2 separate regions of the Sus scrofa genome follow, and region 2 is linked to region 1. The links are chromatin contacts, called in public HiChIP or PLAC-seq maps. All regions are on one chromosome and are shown on one strand. Each heading gives the region's core, a stretch centred on a gene start, on an enhancer-like site or on the middle of the called end of the contact. The rest is flanking DNA. Distances are from core to core; before and after follow the strand shown. Region 1 holds the start of MAP4K4 (mitogen-activated protein kinase kinase kinase kinase 4). Region 2 holds the start of RPL31 (60S ribosomal protein L31).

Region 1 (3,391 bases), core at 400-2,899:
CTGTGTAAATTATTTATACTCATAGATAATTCCATTGCTGTTGGTAGATTAAAAAACAACATAATTTAAAAGCACTACTAAATTCATAGGGAGACTTTGGCTACTACGATTTTCCTAACCAATGGATTCTAGGACTCCCTGAAGATATTTTAGCCTGTTGAGAAATTCTCAATAGTGGAAAATCTTGGAAACCAAACTGTTGGGAGGCAGGAGAGTGCTAAACATTCTGGGTAGAAGACTAATTTGGCTGAGTCAGAGATTTGGATTTTGGGGATAGGCTAGTGAGAATCCCCGTGCCACTTCCAGGCTTAAATGCCTTTAAGGAATTTAGAAAAATTCCTTCTCTTTCAGTACTTGAGTTTCCTCTTCTCTAAAATGAGGATAACATCATCCTAGGGCTAAAGGAGAGATTAAATTGATACTACATGTAAACCAAGAACTGGTAGATAATGATGGTCGTGTTTGTGAAGCCTTTCTGGAAGGGCCTTGGGTTTTCATCCAGTGCGGCTCCAGTTCTCAAAGTGTGATCCGTTGCAGACTCCGGAGGTGGGGTCGGCGGTCAGTGTTTTTCCAAAGGTGCGCTCACGTTTGAGAACTTGTATTCACAGTCTGGCAGGTAATAGGAAGCCACGGAAAGTTTTTGTCAGTGGAGTGATGTGACACAAATGACCGTTGGGCAGACCATATATTCTTGTTTAATAGGATGAAACTGCCTAACTGCTGCCTGGCTGCCAAAGCTGCCGGAAGCAGCCAGCTTTGATGGATCCTCAGTGATCTCTAGGCACTAAACTTGGGTTAACACTTCTGGCTCCCAATACGGTGCTCACCTTTACTGAGCGAGGTACTCAACACAAGGCAATTAGAGGAGCTGTTTGAGATTCAGTTTCCAGCGAAAGTCTCCGGACCGGGCAGCCAAAACAAATGATGCTCCGTGAATCCCGAACCTAACCAGGTCCTCGGTGTAGCCTGGAAAAGGAGAGAAAGGACAAGGAAACCAGGTAGGGAAACCGGAAATGAGGGTCTTAAGCGACTAGAACCCGGGGGTGGGGGAGGGGATGGGAAGAGCGGGGGCGAGGGCGCCTGGAGGACCCTCCTCCGCGGGGATCGCGGCGGAGCCGGGCGCGGCGGGGCGGGGCTCCGGGAGGGAGGAGTCGGCCGGCCCTGCGCCCGGGGGTCCGGGTCGCTTTGCCTTTGTCGCGGGTGCTGGAAGGGCGTGCTCCCCCTCCCCCGCGCCGCCCCGAGACCCCGGCTCCCGCGCGGCCTTTGTCCGGGCCCCACCCCTGTTGAATATTCACGCCGCGCCGCGGACCCCCCCCCCCGGCCCGGCTCCAGGCGCGAGCGCGCTTCCGCCCGCTTTTCCTGCCGGAGGAGGAAAGGGGGAGCTGTTGGCTCTCCTCAGAATCTCTTTTCGGTGTCCCGTTTCTCCTCCTCCCCGCCGCCACCGCCCCCCGCCCCCCGCCTCGCGCCCGCCTCCGCCTCCGCCTCCTGGTCATCTTTGTCTGGCGGCCTCGCGCTCCGGGCTCCACTCTCGGCGGCGCCGCGGCCCCTGCTCCGGGCCGCTCGTGCAGGCGCGCGGCGGGGCGCGGGGCCGGGGCCTGAGGCGCGGGCGACGCCCGGGGGCCTGCCGGCCGCCCCGGCCATGGAGTGAGCGCCGCCGCCGCCCGCCGCCCGGCGCCCGAGCTTGCTCCCGCCTGCCGCCCCCGGCCGCGCCCGCGGGCCCGCGCCACCCGGCCGGGCCTGCGACTCCGAGAGACACACCAGAGACGAATTGATTGTGGTCGATTTGGGGGTGACGAGAAGGGAAAATGGCGAACGATTCCCCCGCGAAAAGTCTGGTGGACATAGACCTGTCCTCCCTTCGGGTGAGTGGCCGCCGCGGGGCCGGGGGACCGGGAGCGGGGCGCTGGGAGCCGGGAGCGGGGCCGCGCCCTGGCCGGCCGGGCGCTCGGGCGCCGCCGTGGGCAGATCCGCGGGCGCGGCGGCCCCTTTGTCTGCCCGAGTCGGCGTGTGCGGGGTCCGGGGCGTGACCCTCCGCCTGCGCCGCCGCCCGGACCCCGACCCCGCGCGCCCCGGGCCCCTATCGCGGCCCCCAGTTGCCGGCCACCTCGCGCCGGGCGAAGCCCACCTCCTCGGTCACCGCCCTTTCTCTCCCGCTGCCCCGCTTCTTTTATTCATTGTTGTGCTGCTTTCCAACGCTCACCCATCCTCCTCTCTTCCTTAGGATCCGGCTGGGATTTTCGAGCTGGTGGAAGTGGTGGGAAATGGCACCTATGGACAAGTCTATAAGGTCGGTGCAGGCGCCTCCTTTGTTTCCCGGGGACGGGTTGAAACTTCTGATCCGGGGACGACGGGGAGGGTGATTGGACACGCCGCCGCCCGGAGGCTCAGCCGAAGTTGGAAGAGGGGTCCGGCCTCGCCGTCCCGCTGTTTTCAGCAGAGTTTATATTCAGACTGGCCTTAAAAGACCTCATTTCTTGGCTCTCAGATAAGGAAATAAGCTCCACTCTTAGGCATGCACCTTTTTTTTTTTTTCTTTTTCTTTTTTTTTTTTCAAGGAAATGGGAAAGCATTTTTGCATCAATCTACATTTTTTTTTCCCCCCTGTCTCTCCCAAATCTGGCCTTCTGAGTTTGTGTGTTAATTAAAATTCTGGATAGGCAGGCCTCGCCTGTGATTATCCTAAACCACTGCTTTGGCCTCCTTGAGAATCGTCTTCGTGTTTCCTCGTTTGAATCCTGGCCAGGCGCTCAATGAGGAGCAGAGTTTGGTGGTGTTACCTGGGAGTACTCCATAACTACCATACATTCTACTGACGGGTACATGTTTTGGGGAGTCAGGAGGGATGTGTGTTTGGGCAATAGGAGCAGGAAGAATTACAGTGTGAGGATTATGCACTCTAAATTCCAGGAATAACCTGTTTGACAGGTGTGTAATTGAAACAGAAAAGAGGCAGAGCCTCTGAGCAAAGAGGATGCCCAGATTTCACACCCACCCCAGGTCTTTCTCTAACAGCACCCCCTCCCCCCACTTGCCCCCAACAGTAAATGAAACTAACAAATCTGAAGACTTCCTGGACACCAGATATGACTAGCCCTGCTGTTCTGGAAATGAGGGTTAGCTGTAGGTAATTGAGGGGGAAGCCTTGAGAATTTGAAACAAATGTGAAATTCTCCCCAGTCCTGATTTGTTTCTTATTACTGAACAGCTTTCTCAAAGTTATCTGCACTGGGGGTGTTTTGTAGCCTGTTAGAGTGTTGTAGCTGGGTACAAGATTGGGACAGAAAAAAAATATCTTATGAAGCAGGGCTTTGTGGTTGGCTGTGAAGAATTGTCATTGTCTCATTAAAAATGGACAGGGGGGGGAGGGAGTGTGTGTGGGGGGGTTGGAAGC
Region 2 (3,580 bases), core at 138-2,637, 650 kb before region 1:
TCTTTATCCTCCACGCTGGTAAATTCATTTTTGTCAGAGGGAATTTTGTACCTGGAAAGATATCACCACTAACTGTAAGTCATGTAATGTCCAATTTATTGATCTTAAAAAGGTATCAATTAGCATTCTTTTAACCATTACACTGTCAACATTTCCCATATTAATCACATACTACCTAAACAACAGATGAGTCGATATTTAGGAATTTACAAAAAAAAATTTCCCCAATTATGAAAAGAGATTACAGATAGAAACACTCGTAAGAATTTAATTCAAATCTCAAGTCTGATACAGATTTAAGAGTTCTAAAAAGGACCCACAAAATATAACAAAATTGATTATCTTTACATCAGAACTGGCTGCAAGGTGTGAATATCACAGATTTAACTTTGTCTTGTATTTTATTCCATGATCATTCTCACGCCTTCTCAATGGTCCAGTTTTAACATACATTTCGAGGGCTCCAGTTAACTCAGCAAATAAAATTTTACACCTCCCTAGGTTTAAGGACCTTACCATACCCACGCTGCCTGCAACAAAAGAATGCAATTTCTGACCAACTTAAGGTCCAGAGTTGTCAACCCATCGGTTTGGCATGGGGATCTGGGACGTGGCTACGCGGTCAACTCACACCAGACGTGCTGGCGTCAGATTCCTCACTTTTCATTTCCAAAGTCAGATTTCTCTCTTTTCATTTCCAGGTGTTGGGGAAAAGTGCTATTGCTATTATGGGGCCATTTGCGTGTGATAGAGCTGAAAACAAATACTGCTTTAAGGTCATGAAATCACACTGATTTCTTCGATGTAAAAGTCGTATACAGTATTTTACTCCTTTCCAAGGTGATTTGTCAACTACTCTACTAACGGTGCTTCCAAAACTGACATTTCATATAGCCAATTATAAACTGTCAATTTTAATTTAAAAATACTTATTGTGCAAACCTTTCCTCGGCCTCCTCCTCACTCCTAGCCCAGCCACCCTCACCCACGGCCCGCGGCTGCACAGCAGCCTCCGCGTGAGGCTCCCGGGTACCGGGCTGCGAGGACGCCGGTTCGCGAGCCCGCCCTGCTCGACGGGAGCATCTCCAGGGCCACCAGCCTGGCGTACAGGTTCAGGCAACGCTAGCCTGGCCGATCGCTGAGAGAGTGGGAAAACCAGAAAAGCATCTTCTCGCCTCGCCTCGGTCCGCTCCTCCTGGGGGCCTAGGTTCCGGCATCCTCTAAAAGCCCTTGTTAGTGCGCAGGCAGCTGGAACGCGGCGGTAGGAAACGACGCAGAGAGGGCGACGTTCGAGCGCGCGGCCGCGGCCCGCTCAGGCCCCGCTCAGGCCCCGCCCTCGAGACAAGCTTGCATTTCTTGCGGCGCGCGCCGTGGACGTCACAGCCTCTCCCCCCGCCCACCCTTCCAGGTGACCCGGAAATTGTACTTGCGACGCCGCTTTCCTTCTCCCACAAACCCTTGCGCTCTTCCTTTCCAACCAGGGCCGGGGAAAGTGAGTATGGGTGCTGGCTCCCAGCTTGAGGAATCCGGCGCCATCCTCGCCTGGGATTGTGTCGAATGAAACAGGGGGCTCTCTCCTGAGCCGACCTGGGCCTCCGCGTTCCAGGGGCACGGGAGTCTGCGTTGCGTTTAAGGGCTCCCGGAGCCTGTGAGGGAGAGTGGCCGGCTTAGGAGAGCCGGGGCTGCAGGGGGTTCCGGGGGCGGGGGCGTCTAAGGGCGCAGACGTGCCGTGGCCCGCCGGGCTTTTCCCAGACGTGGGCCTTCAGGGACCTGGCCGGACTCTCTGCCCCTGGAAGCGTCCCGAGGCCAGGCCGGGAGGAAGGACTTGGCTTGGGTTTGTCCCACTCACTCTGAGCCTCCTTGTCGCCTGGGTCTAGATGGCTCCCGCAAAGAAGGGTGGCGAGAAGAAGAAGGGCCGGTCCGCCATCAACGAGGTGGTAACCAGGGAGTACACGATCAACATTCACAAGCGCATCCATGGCGTGTGAGTAATGCCTGCGTTCGGCCAGTGTCTTCTGACCGCGCGGGGTCTAGAAATGAACCGTTTCTTCAAGAGCCCAAGTCTTTACTGCATAGACCTTATCGAAGGCTGTTTGTAGGGTTTAAAGCGAAATGGAGGTTAACGCCTAAATAAGGGTTCTGGGAAGCCTACTTGGGGAGATGCGGTGGTAAATCGATGCTACTTCTTGCTGTGTTGATCGAATTAAACCCGGCAGGTCTAGGGGTGAGACGTGTGTGTGAGGATGAGTAGACCTTTTCACTGTCTCCAGAGTCCAGTAAAGTCAACCAGGTAACTAAAAACGCCAGGTCCGGCCCAGAGTCCGAACATTGCAATGGGGTAATTTTAGTTCTCCCACCCACACAGCTAAGTACTAAGTAATATTGGTCCAGTTGTGGTGCTGGATGTGGAAGTTCTGGAGAGGCCAGAGAAGAAAGTGTTCTGAAGTTAGCGGGCAGTGGTTTGTGGAGAAGACGCTGGCTGCATATGTGATATACAAGGACGTTGGGAATGACTGTGAATGTCGTAGTTCTTGATTTTCCTCCCTGGGGTGTGGTTTTTATAGTTCTTTGTTTATTTTTATTTTGTCTTTTTAGGGCCGCACCCGGCATGTGGAAGTTCCCAGGCTAGGGGTCCAATCAGAGCTGTAGCCACCAGCCTATACCACAGCCACAGCAACGCAGGATCCGAGCCTGGCCTGCAACCTACAGCACAGCTCTTGGCAACGCTGGATCCTTAACCCACTGAGCGGGCCCAGGGATCGAACCTGCCTCTTCATGGATGCTAGTCGGATTCGTTTTTAGTTCTTGAGCTTTGTGCGTGTTCCCCCTTTTATGCACACGGTGCTGACTAGTAATAACAGACCAAATCCATCGAGTGCTGTTATTTGGAGTGTTTTTAAGAGCCAGGGTGGTGCTGCAAAATACTCAGGCACCAGTCTGGGGAGCAACTTGTCTGGGCATTCTCATCTCAGGACAACTGATTTTCGAAAGGGATTTAAATGTGTGGCACTGTCTCTTAGCCCTGGCGTTTCCAGCCAAGCGTTGGCCATGTGTGAAGCCTGAGGTCTCTGGGGGTTTCTGGGTCAACGGTGCCCTTTTTGTGCATTACTGCAGCTTGTAACCACATTCTCTCCTCCCACCCCGTTATTGGGGCACGAATGTGTTCACTGGGGGGCATGTTAAGCACTTAACTGTGTCTGGGGCTCTGCGGATTCACAAGGGAACCAAAGATCCTGCCTTCCGAGTTTCCTTGGTGGGGAAGTTAGGGAAGTATCCAGCTATAAAATGGTAGAAAGTGCCAGATGGTGAGTAAGTCACAGGTGAAAGGGGCGGTGGTTTAAAGGTCAGACAACTGGGAATTGGAAGAGTGGGCTTGAGCCATTGCAGGTGGATGAGATTTGGGGGCATTTTGCCGCAAAGGCTTTAACTGAAGATGTGTGCAGAGCAGTCTTTTGGTCTTTTTTTAGTTCTTACTTGATTGGCAGCAACTGAGAGTCCTTTGTTCATTTTACTTCCCGAAGATTCCATGGTTTTGTTTTTCTTTTGCTTCTCTAGCTGTTCCTCAGTCTGCTCTGTCCCT

Evidence for each region. HiChIP or PLAC-seq counts read pairs in DNA pulled down with a chosen protein or histone mark.
Region 2: a contact with region 1 is called in an H3K27ac HiChIP or PLAC-seq map of alveolar macrophages. The contact joins the promoter of RPL31 here to the promoter of MAP4K4 in region 1. A contact is called at or near these places in 1 of 5 promoter capture datasets (fetal liver), 1 of 47 Hi-C or Micro-C datasets (embryonic fibroblasts) and 1 of 2 datasets of contacts at active chromatin or transcription factors (alveolar macrophages).

Annotation. Positions count from the first base shown.
Region 1 is chr3:52,647,738-52,651,128 of Sscrofa11.1, reverse strand. MAP4K4 (mitogen-activated protein kinase kinase kinase kinase 4) reads left to right here and starts at 1,649. Exons shown (of 29, transcript XM_021087163.1): 1 at 1,649-1,862; 2 at 2,222-2,287. The coding sequence starts at 1,806. LOC106509759 (a long non-coding RNA gene) reads right to left here and starts at 2,484. Exons shown (of 3, transcript XR_001307587.2): 1 at 2,201-2,484; 2 at 828-966.
Region 2 is chr3:53,293,194-53,296,773 of Sscrofa11.1, reverse strand. RPL31 (60S ribosomal protein L31) reads left to right here and starts at 1,387. Exons shown (of 5, transcript XM_005662362.3): 1 at 1,387-1,492; 2 at 1,878-1,984. The coding sequence starts at 1,878.